Regions from separate parts of the Mus musculus genome. Here region 1 is linked to region 2. Evidence: chromatin contacts called from public HiChIP or PLAC-seq data. All regions are on one chromosome and are shown on one strand. The core of a region is the stretch at or near the end of the contact, and the rest is flanking DNA. Distances in the headings are between cores, read along the strand shown. Region 1 overlaps Dpysl2 (dihydropyrimidinase-like 2). Region 2 overlaps Ptk2b (PTK2 protein tyrosine kinase 2 beta).

Evidence for each region. HiChIP or PLAC-seq counts read pairs in DNA pulled down with a chosen protein or histone mark.
Region 1: a contact with region 2 is called in an H3K4me3 HiChIP or PLAC-seq map of bone marrow-derived macrophages, with 8 times the contacts expected there. The contact joins two enhancer-like sites. A contact is called at or near these places in 1 of 484 Hi-C or Micro-C datasets (large pre-B cells) and 2 of 115 datasets of contacts at active chromatin or transcription factors (bone marrow-derived macrophages and stem cell-derived neural progenitor cells).

What each region holds. Positions count from the first base shown.
Region 1 is chr14:66,839,977-66,846,629 of GRCm38.p6, reverse strand. The region is part of intron 3 of Dpysl2 (dihydropyrimidinase-like 2); the gene reads left to right. Among named protein-coding and RNA genes, the nearest start is that of Gm5464, 26 kb to the left of the region's middle. Within about 2 kb of position 1,884, at least 103 of the 459 cell types and tissues checked have an H3K27ac peak or open chromatin away from gene starts, as enhancers often do. A contact at or near this core is called in bone marrow-derived macrophages, where this site is marked.
Region 2 is chr14:66,188,126-66,193,848 of GRCm38.p6, reverse strand. It overlaps Ptk2b (PTK2 protein tyrosine kinase 2 beta), which reads left to right. Exons shown (of 31, transcript NM_001162366.2): 3 at 3,615-3,793; 4 at 4,188-4,275. Among named protein-coding and RNA genes, the nearest start is that of Gm52098, 12 kb to the right of the region's middle. Within about 2 kb of position 3,263, at least 110 of the 459 cell types and tissues checked have an H3K27ac peak or open chromatin away from gene starts, as enhancers often do. A contact at or near this core is called in bone marrow-derived macrophages, where this site is marked.

The sequences.
Region 1 (6,653 bases), core at 635-3,134, 650 kb before region 2:
CTGAGACAAACAGAGGAAGTGTCATGAATGACATATTTCTCCAGCCACCTCATCTGGCCAGCCCAGGCATTGGCTGGCCCACCCCGTGTCACCATGCTCAGTGTTGTTGGTGCTCACAGCTCAATCTGGTCAGGGAGGGTGGACCTAGCCTCATGAGGAAAATCTTTAGGCTGTCCTCGGTCCACAGACTTATCACATCTCTTGATTCTTTCTGTAATTTGCTCATTGTCTAGAATTTATTTCTGGCAGACTGTGGTGAAAATTGGGAAGTGTCTTCTATTTCCCTTAAGCTGCCCAAAGGCCTCTATGTTGCTCAAACACGGGCCTTACGTGCATGCATGAACTTCCATATACATGCATATACATTCACTCATGGGCATGGGCACGTGAGAGCACACACACACACACACACACACACACACACACACACACACACCCCTACACCCCTGTGGGCACATATACACATGGGAAAGGGAAAGACCCAGGCATCCAGCCAGCCCAGGCTTCCTGTGTCCCTAGGGGGTTTGAAGTAAGCTTTGCTCCAACACTGTCAGCCTGCTGTGCAAGGGGCTGATGGGGAGATCTCTAGGAAGCTCTGGGATCAAGTTGCTTTGGTTTTTATTGGGATGACAGAGAGCCCTGCTAATGAGGCCAGTTTGTTATCTGCCCTGATTGGCAGCTTTCCCCACATCTGAGTCCTCTTAACATTGGGAAGTGAGTTTACCTGATCCTAACACTTTCCATATAGGGGTGCTTTTTGTTTTGTTTTGTTTTGTTTTGTTTTGTTTTGTTTTGTTTTGTTTTGTTTTGTTTTGTATCCTGGCGTCCCTGAGTGAGTAGGTATGTGTGGTGGCGGGCAGTGCAGGGAATTTCCGCAGGAAGTGAGAAGCCTCCTTTCCTGACAGCCCTCAGAGGATCTCTCCGACTTAGCCACTTGCCCCATAAATAGGACAGCCTCGTCTAGTTCCTTGGGTTTTTGTCTGTTTCTGCAGAAGCCTGTTCCTCTGAGGGCATGATTCAGAGTTCCAAGTCTTTCTTGTGGTGCTGTGGCCTTGGCCTTCCCTCCGCACAGCCTTTATCCAGTTCCTCCTCACACCCTGTTCTTCCTCTGAAACTCCCTGCTTGAGGCCACCCTCATTCCCATCCCTTCCCCTGCTGATGGGGTGCGTGGCTGGTCTCCCCAACAGGAGCTTTACGCTTTAGAGACCACAGCACTGGCTGGGAATCACATGAAACAGCTTCCTGTTCTCCCGTGTTACCTGCTATTTCACAACAGCCCTGCGTGCAGTGATTAGAATAATGTCTATTTTACAGATAAGAAGACTGAGGTCCAGAGCGGGTCAAGGACCTTGAGGTTCTACAACCAGTGAGAGAAGTGGTACTGGGCTGCAAACCCAGGCAATGTGGTTTGAGTTTCCCACATAGATGCTCTTGCTGTGCCTCTTTTGCAGATGGGGAAGTTGAGGCACTGAGGAGTTAAATAACTTGCTCAGCTTTCTGGACCTCATCAAGGGTCGTGCTAGGATTCAAGGCCAGACCTGTGACTTGTCATGTCCCTGTTTCCTGCAAGCTCAGAGTGCACAGTTATAGCACTGGTCCCCAGACATTTGAATGAGCAACTATTTCCTTCCATCTTTTCAGATGAGTGAGCCCCCGTGGTCTGAGGATGTGAGAGCTGGTGAGTTTGAGGGCTTTCGGTGTCTCTGAGAGCAGGTTGCTGGCAGGGCTGGGCAGTCACTTCTCCAAAGCTAGAGGAATTCCAGGCTTGACACACCCTTTGGAGTCAGAGTGTGTTTCTCCCTCTGGTGAGGGGATGTGAACTGCTGTCAATGTGGCTTTTGTTCAGAGTCTGATCCAGAGTGCTTGTCAAATGACAGGAAACAGGAACCTCACCCCTCCCTCAGCCAGTGACTTCAACTTTTCTTAGAGAAACCCTACACAGCCCGGAGCCTGCAGCATGGCAAGTGAACGGGTTTGGCTAGAGTATTTTGGTCACCCTTGGCTCTCCTTGCTTTCTCCCGCAGGCCACGGTTGTGTCCTCCTGCTGCAGGCATGGTATTTTCTATGAATTGTCCTTGCTGTGACATGGACATAGAGTAGAGAGGGGACACAGCTTCTCTCAGTGCTGGGACTAAGTGCCTGAGCTGCCCTACCCTGTGGACTCCTTTGTGCACGCCTAATGTTAGCTGGGAAATTGCCCTGGAGGCAGGCCCACAGCTGAAGGAGGGCTGAGCGAGAGTTAGAATTAAGATGGCAAAAGTGGCCACTGATCCAGGCTTCATGGGATAGGGAGTGTGTCTGTACAAGACCCTCCATGGGTCCCTCTGTCCTCCTAGATGGGTCTTGGAAAGTGGCCAGTTTTCTAGGACAATGGCAGCGGTGAAGGGTGAAGGGGGTGTTGTGTTTGCCTCTTTAAGTAGCAAACATGTTAACTGAACACCAGAATTATCTGGAGTTTCTATGAGTTGCTGGTGGCAGAGTGAAGCCATTTTGATCATCTGGACTGAGAGCTTCAGTCTATCTGTTTATGCCATGCCAACTTCAGCATCCTCTCCAGGAAGGACCTCGAAGTAGTGGACCAGTTAGGAACATGAGTGTGTTCCTAAGAACATTATGCATCATTGGAGGGATGTGGGAACAGCTGCAAGCTGTTTCTCAGGGACAAGGTGAAACTGATGGACATCCCCAAGGGCGTCTTTCAAAGGAAGATGGAACAAGAAGATAGTAGCCCAACCTGCTCTTAAGATAAAGTGAAGCTCCACACAGGTAACAAGGGCATGGCCTGTTTTGACCCCCTCATTATATATATGTATCTGCATGACAGATTATGACAAATAGTTATTAATAAATAAGGTGGTAGGATTATGGGTAACCTTTTCTTCTATTATAGTGAAAAAGAAAAAAAAAGAGATTTAGGGTTCAGACCTGAGTTAAACTCCAAAGCTGCTCCATCTGGTTATTTATCTTTAAAAAGAAATATATATATATACATATATATATACATATATATGTATAATTATTTATATATATAAAATCACACACATATATTTATTTAGTGTTTGGAGGTGTATGCATGCACGGTGAGGGAGTGCCACAGTGTGGAGGTCGGAGGATAACCTTCAGGAGCCTCTTTTTTTTCTCTCTTTCTACCATGTGCTTCAGGTCATTAGGCTTGGTGGGGGGGGGGGGGGCAGGCACTTCCACCCACTGAGGCATCTTGACAGCCATGATTATCTAACTTTTAAAACTTGCCCAGAACCTGGATTCTTTGTCAGGAAAGTGGTAGGTGGTCCTAGCAAACTTTTGACATCCTGATCTTAGTTGCAAAATCTCTCCAGGTTGAGTCTACCCGGCTAGCTTATATGTCAGTTGGCTTCTTTGTCATGTGGTAACAGTCTTGTGTATGATGTCTTAGTCTTTGAAGACCTTCTGTGGTTAACCTGGGCTTCTTCAGATCCATTGTCAGGGCTCAAAGTTTTTGGTGTGTGTGTGTGTGTGTGTGTGTGTGTGTGTTTATGAAGTGGTCTCTCACTGAATCTAGAACTCACTGTTTTAACTGGACAAGCTGGTCAGCAAGTCGCAGAGACATGCCTGCTGCTTTACTAGGGTTATGTTGCATGCTCATGTTTTAGTGGGTGCTGGGATATGGACTCCAGTCCTCATACTTGTACAATAAGCATGTTGCCCACTCTGCCCATTGATCCATCTCCCTAGCCATGTGGCTTGCCTTAGTAACAGTTCTGTTGCTGCGAAGAGACACCATGACCAAGGTGTCTTATAAAAGAAAGCATTCAATTGAAGGCTTGATTACAGCGTCAGTAAGCCAGTCATTTGTCATCATGGTGGGGGGCATGGGAGCAGGCAGACAGTCACTGGAGCAGTGCCTGAGAGCTTACAGCTGATCCACAACCATGAGGCAGTGAGAGAGGGGAGGGAGGGGAAGGGAGGAGCTCAAGTACTAACTGGGGATGGTGACTTTTGCAACCTTAAAGCCCGCCCCTGTGGTGACACACTTCCTCCAACATGCCACACCAATCCTTCCCAAACAGTTTCACCAACTGCAGACCAAACATTCAAATATATGAGCCTATTGTGTGTGTGTGTGTGGGGGGGCATTCTCATTCAAACTACCACATGGCTCCTGGTTTGATAAAACTTTCAGACACTACCCAAACCATGTTAAACCTCTGTGAGTGAATGAGCTCAAGCCCCCAAGGCCTAGAAAGCCAGCAAAGCTGTTAGTCCTGGAGAGGGTCATTCTGGGCAGACAAGAGCGTGGGAAGAGGCAACCACTCTGCAGCAGAGAAGATGTTTGTCGCTGGAGGCTGGAGGAAGGCAAGCGGCTTCACGTTCCCAGTTTGCATGGATTCCCCTTCAGTTGTATGATGAACCCCCATGACCAAAGCAACTTATGGAAGGAAGAGTTTTATTTTGGCTTACAGTTCAGAAACAGAGTCCATAATAGTTGGGGCAGGGGGAACGTATGGCAGCAGGCTGCTGAGGCAGGAGGCAGAGGGAGAGAGATCACATCCTCACCCACATGCAAGGAACAGAGAGGGCATAGAAATGGGGTGCGGCTAAGAACTGTCAAAGTGATCCACGTCCCTCAGCTAGGCCATACCTCCTAGTTCCAAACCCCCCCAAGCAGTGACACCTACTGAGGACCAAGTGTACAAACACCTGGGCTTCTATAGGGCATTTCTCATTCAAATTACTATAGCAGATAGGCAATGGAGGCCTGCGTGTCCCCAGCTGTGACTGGAGGGTCATATACCCACCCTGCATGCCTACATTGAGTATCAATCAAAGGAAGGTCCAAGACATCACTTTGTGATGTGCGTAGACAGGAGGATGCCCACGAATTGATAGGATTGCTTGAAATAAATACAAGCTGAGGTGTCACACTGCAACAGGTTCATTGTCCCCTCCTGTCACTGTGGGTGACTGCTGGTGAGGACAGTGGGCGTTTCTTGAATCAGGTGCTGTGAATGTGTATGCTCTTCTGGGATAGGAGCAAAGTCTGGAGATGCCCTTCTAAGGACTCGAGCCATGGACATCACTGAGTTGGCAATGCTGACCGTCTTTCTTCCTTGCTCCCAACTTCCATCTCTGGTTGGTCTCCTAGAGTCATTTTCCTGCAGCTTGGAAGGAATGGGTCACTTCCTCCTACCAGGCACAACCCATAAGAAGGCATGGGTAGGTGGACTTCAGAGATGGGCAGCTCCATGTATCTTGTGACAGGGAGCTTCCTTTGTGTGACGGAAACTATCACCGGTGTCTCCCATTTAAGGTGTTTATAGGGGGATGGGGTGGATTTTGCCTAATACTGAAGAGAGCCATCCCTCAGACTCCATTGTCTGGCAAGTGCTAGGACCAAGACAGGCTCTGAGGGAGACTGAAGGCAGATGAAGGTTAGGGGAGACGGGAGGAGGCAAGGAGACCCAGGTAGCACCCCACTGTTTAGTTGTTCAGACCGCCTCCTGAGTACCACCTCCTGAGTACATATCAGAAGTGGGAATGGAAGCCAGAGAATTGTGAAGACTTGGATGTTGGGAGAAGGGTGTGAGTCATCTTTCTGTACCATTTTTAAAAACTGCATGTGAAGGCTTGTGGGGAGAGGGCCCAGTGGGTAAATGACTTGTCATGTCAGAGTGTGGGTTCCCAGCATCCATGAGAATGTTCGATAAGCATGTCGGCCCACCCTTAATCCCAGCACCTGGGAGGTGGAAATCGAATCCCCACAGCTAGCTGGCTGGCTCTACTAGACAAACTGGTGAGTTCTGGGTTCAGGTGGAAGAGCCTGCCTCAGTGTAGAGTGATTGAGCAAGACGGCTGATGGTAACCTCTGACCTCAACGTGCAAATACACAAGGATGCACACTTGCCAGTACACACATGTGAACACACACCACCACATAACAAACAAATGAAAACTGCACTTGAGCCTACAACGATTTTTTTTTTAAAGAAAAGTTTAAAATTGTTGAGTCTTTGAGATACTGCAAATTCCAAAGGGATTTTGTATCCAGGTTTTTCAAGTTGCTGTGTATTTCTTTGTATCTTTAAGATTTTGCTCACGACCTAAGAGCATAAGTATGGGGTAGCAGAGCCACTGCAGGTCCTGAAGAGGGATAAAGTGCTAGCTCACGCTGCAGTGGCTGCCCTTGGAAAGCAGCAGAGGAGACCCAGAAGACCACTCCGTGTACACTTCTGCTTTATGTGAACTGACAGCGATCAGATTAGTGGTTGCTTTGGGCTGATGAGCAGGAAGGGGTGGGGAGGGACTGCTAGCGTTCCTTTTGCCTTTTTTTTTTTTTTTTTTTTTTGTGGGGAGGTGTTTTAAAATCAGATGTGACGATGCTTGTATAGAAACATGGATATTCTAAAAATATTGAGTTGTGCCCTTAACTGGTTGAGTTTTGTGTTATATCTCAGTTAAGCTCCCCAAAAGAAGTAGGATCCTTTGAAGGTTTTTATAGAAATAATACAGGCAAGACTACAGGTCCAGCACCCTTTATCTGAAGTGCTTGGGACCAGAAGAGTTTCAAATTTCAGAGTGAGGTATTTGAACATATATAATGAGTTATCTTGAATATGGGGTCCAGGACACGGTCTAAACATGAAATTCCTATGTAATGTTTCTTATTGACCTTA
Region 2 (5,723 bases), core at 2,014-4,513:
CGGTCACGTGGGTGGAAGGTAACAGTGCCGTTCAGTGAGGCTGTCTGTCTCCAGCACCATCCACATTCATCCTCAGGAAAGAAATGTATGGCTTGAGCTATGCCTGCCTTACCTCGTGGAAGCGCTTCAGGATGATGGAGTGAAGTAGTCAGGGATGCCCATCATACTCCAGCCATTGGTTTCTGGTCCAAATCGATGTTACAGACTCACCTAGTGCTATCTGTCTTCCTCTCAGCCCTGGAATCATCTATTTCTACAAGGGCCTTGGACCCTTTTCCGGAAGTATGGCGCTTGGAAACTAAAACTCAGGCTTGGCTTGGAAGCCACTCTGACATGGCATTGCTCGTTAAGCCCGTTAGTAGAATCAACTCAAAACTCAAGCCCTCTCCCCTTCAGTGTCAGTCACACGAACCACAACTTCAAAACAATCCCTTGTTGCATGGTCTGCTCTAGCTCTCTCCTCTCCGTGGATTGAATACTTTCCCGAACTGTTAGAAGGGGTCCATTCTTTTCAATACAGGTCTCCCTTTGCTAAGCTCCCCTGTAGGGAACTAATTTCACCCTCATTCAGTTCTTTGTGTCCCTGGGCTGGCTGCTAATGCCAGCTCCTTGGCCTTACCGTTCTGACCCTTGGCCCATCAGCACTTACAAGAAAAGGAAAGAGATAAGGGTGTGTGAGGGGTGGGGAGGGGCAGGTATAAAAAAAGATACAAGAACAAAACAAAATTGTGTTTTTTATAATACAGTTTAAATGGGATCCTGTAAGAGACTGCTGTGTTAAGGTATGCTCATTAAAAGAAAAAGAGTATTAACCTGGAGCCAAGCAACATCCCAAAGAGTTAACTAACGTAATTTTCACAAAAATCACTTCGCTCAGAAGCTATTGCGTCCTCATTTATTAGGAAAAGCCTAGATCTGAAGCTTTTAGGAAAAGCTTTTGGAAAAGCTGGACCTGGATCTGAAGGCATGTATGCACAAATTATCAAAGAAGTAATTTAAAAATGAAGAAAAGAAATGGAGAGAACCAACTTCAATTCTGTCTTCAATAACCACTCTTAGTCCCCAGGCCACCTCTCCAGCCCTGGCAGGTTTTTACAAAGTCCATGACCCTTGACCCAGTAATTCTACTCCTTTGGATTAATTGCAAGCAAACACCAGTTTATTATTTATATAAGAAACACTTTTCATTAATTTTCAAATGTTCACGACAGTAAAAACAAAAACAAAAACAAAAAACAAAAAAAACATAAATGCCTTAGGTTTCTAGAATCAGAGGGCTAAATAAACATATTATGGTTTGTTGATACAGAAGACTATTATTCATCTCCAAAAAGGAGCAACAAAGCTGGGGTGTAGGTCAGTGGCAGAGCACTTGTCTACTATATACAAAGCCCTAGGTTCAATTCCCAGTGTAACAAAGCAAGCAAGCAAGCAACTTTGCCAGGGTGTCATGATACCTACTTGTAATCCTAGCCCTTGGGAGGCTGAGGCAGGAGGACTGTAAGGCCAAGAACATCCTGAGCTATATAATACCTAGTATTTCATGCATATGAAATTGTAGAATAGGAAAATTCATTAAAACAACGAGAGGGGAAAAGGAGTTAGTCACAAGGGTTGACCCGGACAAAGAATCATCTAAAGATGTGGAAAACATCTGTTTTAATCAGTAAGTAGGTCTCAAGAGGGTATTTATGTGTCAGTACTGAATTGCTAAAATTTATACATTTTTAACATGTTACACACACATACACACACACAACAGTGTGTGTGTGTGTGTGTGTGTGTGTGTGTGTGTGTGTGTGTGTGTGTGTACATACATAGATCACCTTAAAGGAAAGCTGAAGAATGGCAGCATCTCTTCGCTGAAGCAGGCTGGGAATGCAAAGAGGGCTCTTGTGCTCCTGAACTTATTTTTGCATAACTTAACTGAGATTTTCAGTTCTACCTCAGTCAGGGTTCCTAACTACTACAAAATGAAGTGCTCAGCTAATAGGTTTCAGTTTGGTAAGAGGTAGGCTCTACACTTCAGCACCAGAGGTGGGAACTGCAAGTAGGACTCAGTGGAGACATGAGAGATTCTGGGTAAAATATCAGGGTGACCAGGTGGGTAGAGATGAGCAGGAGGTCAGGAGCAGAAGTGGGTAGAGACAGTGGCAGACCTGCCTGCTTCATAAGGTAGGCCTTACATTCTCGTCCAGGCTTCTCTCTCTGGAGCCACTGTAGATCACTTCCTTCACCTTCAGCCTTCGTTCTGATTTCAGAGATGATATTAGATTGCTGGTCTGTACTCTGGTCCCCACATCCCCCACCCCACACCATGCATCTCACAGAGCGGTAGTGGGCTTCTCTGAGAGCCATTGTCTTTCTTTGTAGGAAAGAGAGTTGTATGGAAGTTCAAGAGAATTGAAAGGAGGCATCTGGAACAAGACGTTAATTGGACATTATTTTAAACCAGCATTACTTAAATATTAGTCTTGACATTTTCCTAGAAGAGAGAAAAAAGCAACATGCTTGCTTCTATTTCCAATTATGGAATTAATTGCATTTTGCTTGCTAACTTAGACAACTTCTTGGGAGGCATGTTTAAAAAAAATAAAAAAACATACAGTCTAAACAATAAAGCCTCCCTCCTCTTCCTGGCCAGCCTGCCGTCTCGGGTAGGCTGATGTAGGTTGGGTATCCATGCATTTCAGACTCCTAGTTCAGAAGGGTCAGTGTCAGTGAGGTTTTAAATCTGCATCCAGGGAACTCTGCTCTGCCAGGAGTGGACTCAGCTCACTCACTCTATGTGGACCCAAGGGAGAAATGTGATTACCAGCAGCTAAGTTGGGCTAGTCAGGGCTTTCTGGTGGGCTTCTGGGAAGCCTTGCAGTTGACATTCATATTAATCAGGCTGGCCTGTGTCTGGGCCAAGAAGTGGGGGCACTGGTCTGTGGGTGTGGGACCTGCTGAAACTGTGGGTAAAAGAAAAAGAAAACCCCAAGAGCAGAACACAGAGGCTAGTGCCTTCCTGTCAGCTCTCCTAAGATCATCTTTTCGTGGGTCTGTCCCTTAAGGTCAGCCTCATGCTTCCATCTTCTCCAGCTCTGCCATGCCCCAAGTCAGCTTGGCAAAGCAAAACATTGGTGTCCAGGGCTCACCATCCCAGCTTAGTCCTGGCATCAGCTTACTTACCAACAATAACGCAGTGGTAACACCTGCTTGCTTCCCTGAGTCACGTGGACTCTGTGCAGTCATGTGTGGAGAAGACCTGGCAGATCTTAGTCCTGTACTGCATCCTGCTGGCTAGACTGGAAACTATCCAGAAGGGGCTTTTCACAGGGCACATGCCCAGCTGGTATTAATTGTTTTTGAACTGTGCTCTCAGCCTCTGCATCTTGTCCTCGCTTCTGCTACCTCCTCCCACTTCCTCTATGTCTGTCTCATTCTGCCAAATTGTTCATTCACCGGGCAGAGCACACTGTGTCCCAGGGCCTGTGCTCACTGTCAGAGAATCAGAAATAAATAATAGCCAAGACAGACTGCCACACAGGATTAGGGGATGTTCATGGGGAGCCTGTGAGAGCCCAGCAGGGGTGCATCCCTGACCCTTAGCCCTCCTGTCTCCTCCCTAGGAGATCATCACCTCCATCCTCCTGAGTGGGCGAATAGGGCCCAACATCCAGCTGGCTGAATGCTATGGGCTGAGGCTGAAGCACATGAAGTCAGACGAGATCCACTGGCTGCACCCACAGATGACCGTGGGCGAAGTGCAGGACAAGTATGAATGTCTACACGTGGAAGCTGAGTGGAGGTAGGAATGTCATCCTCCCTTCAAGCATGCCCGAGGCTCGGAATCTTCTAGAAAACTGGAGTGGCTTTCTAGACTTAGTCCTCCCACCCGTCCGGATGAGAATAGTTTTGAGGTCTAACCTGGCTTCCATAGAGAATCCTCATTTCAGGACAGTATCTAGGTTACAGTTCCAGACCAGATGCTGTTGGTGCTATGGTAAGAGGGAGCAGAGGGCGGGAAGGAAGGAGAGCCCAGGCCAAGGGCGGGTCTTTGAGGTAAGGAAACTAGTATCTGTGCCAAAAGCCTCATGGATGGCCCTTGCATGCTGAGGGTAGAGGAGCTTTGGCCCTGTGAGTCTTACTGCTCTCTTGGGAATTCAGCTTCCCAGTGTCAACCAGAGTCTGTCTTGATACAGGTATGACCTTCAAATCCGCTACTTGCCGGAAGACTTCATGGAGAGCCTGAAAGAAGACAGGACCACATTGCTGTACTTTTATCAACAGGTGAAAAGCACCCCACTGTCTTCAGGGGAGATGGAAAGATAAAGGCCAGCCTTCTAGAAGGCTTCCCCTCCCCACCCCCAGGCTGTTTCTTATGCTCCTATCTCCCATCTGTGTGGCTGTGTACCTGTGAAGCAGGAAAAGCAGGTTGGTGCTCAGGCACCGAGGTGTGGTTTCCTGCCACTGACCATCCTGGTATTCCCAAGGACTTCATTTGCATGAGTTTGCTTTCTCCTCTTTAAGTTTAGAGCGGTAAAGAGAGTTGTCACAGGGACCAAGTGACGTCCATTCATGGCAGAGTACTGGCAAATTGGCCCGAGGAAGAACAAGTTGTAGTTCTTACCACTTCCCATGGTGTAAATACTCCTGTTGTGGCCTCTTTCAAGCCATCAGTGTGGCACCTGCTAGCTCACAGAACTTTCAAAGGTGTGCCAGCTGGCTCTCTTGAGCTGCCTGAGCCCCTCTCACACACCTGCAGGCTAAACACGTAGCTGCCACAGCTCCTCCACAGAGGAAGCTCTAAAGCAGTGCCAACCATCGGGCGCCATCGCTTTCGTTCTGTCTTTGCACTTCCCTTTCTGATGTCTGGGCCAGACATCAGCCCAGATATTTTGTGGACTCTGAGTGACATTTATAACTGCTTAACAACATTGGCTTGGATAAATCGCTAATTCTTCTCCCAAATCTTCCTTCCTATCTTCATTCTTTCCTTCCTTCTTTCCTTTCCTTTCCTTTCCTTTCCTCCCTCCCTCCCTCCCTCCCTCCCTCCCTCCCTCCCTCCCTCCCTCCCTCCCTTCCTTCCTTCCTTCATCTCTCTTTCTTTCTTATTTTACTTACAATAATAAGGACTGAATTCAAGGCAAATATTCCCCCACTAAACCAAATCCTCAGCCATTTTTCTTCTTGCAGTGCCTCCATTTTAGTCTTTTTCAAAGATTTATTTATTTATTTAGTGTCTTCACACACACCAGAAGAAGGCATCAGATCCCATTACAGATGGTTGTGAGCCACCATGTGGTTGCTGGGGATTGGTCCCAGGACCTCTGGAAGAGCAGTCAGAGCTCCTAACCCCTAAGCCATCTCTCCAGCCCTGCCCCATTTTTTTCTTTTTTTCTTTTCTTTTCTTTCTTTCTTTTTTTTTTTTTTTTTTTGAGAAAGGGTCTCTCTATGTAGCCCTGGTTCTCCTGGAGCTGGCTGTATAGACCAAGCTGGAGCTCAAAGAGATCCATCTGCCTCGCAAGAACTGGGATGAAAGGCACAAGCCACCACCTTGGCTCAAAAGTATCTCATTAAGCTGATTACGCTGGCCTTAACAAACTCATGTAGCCCAAAGATACCTTGAGCCTATAATCCTCCTGCTTATCATGTGGAGTAGCTGAGATTACAGGCCTAACCATTAGACCGGCTTCAGTTTTATTCTATCAAAAAAAAAATGGCCATGGGAGAAAGGC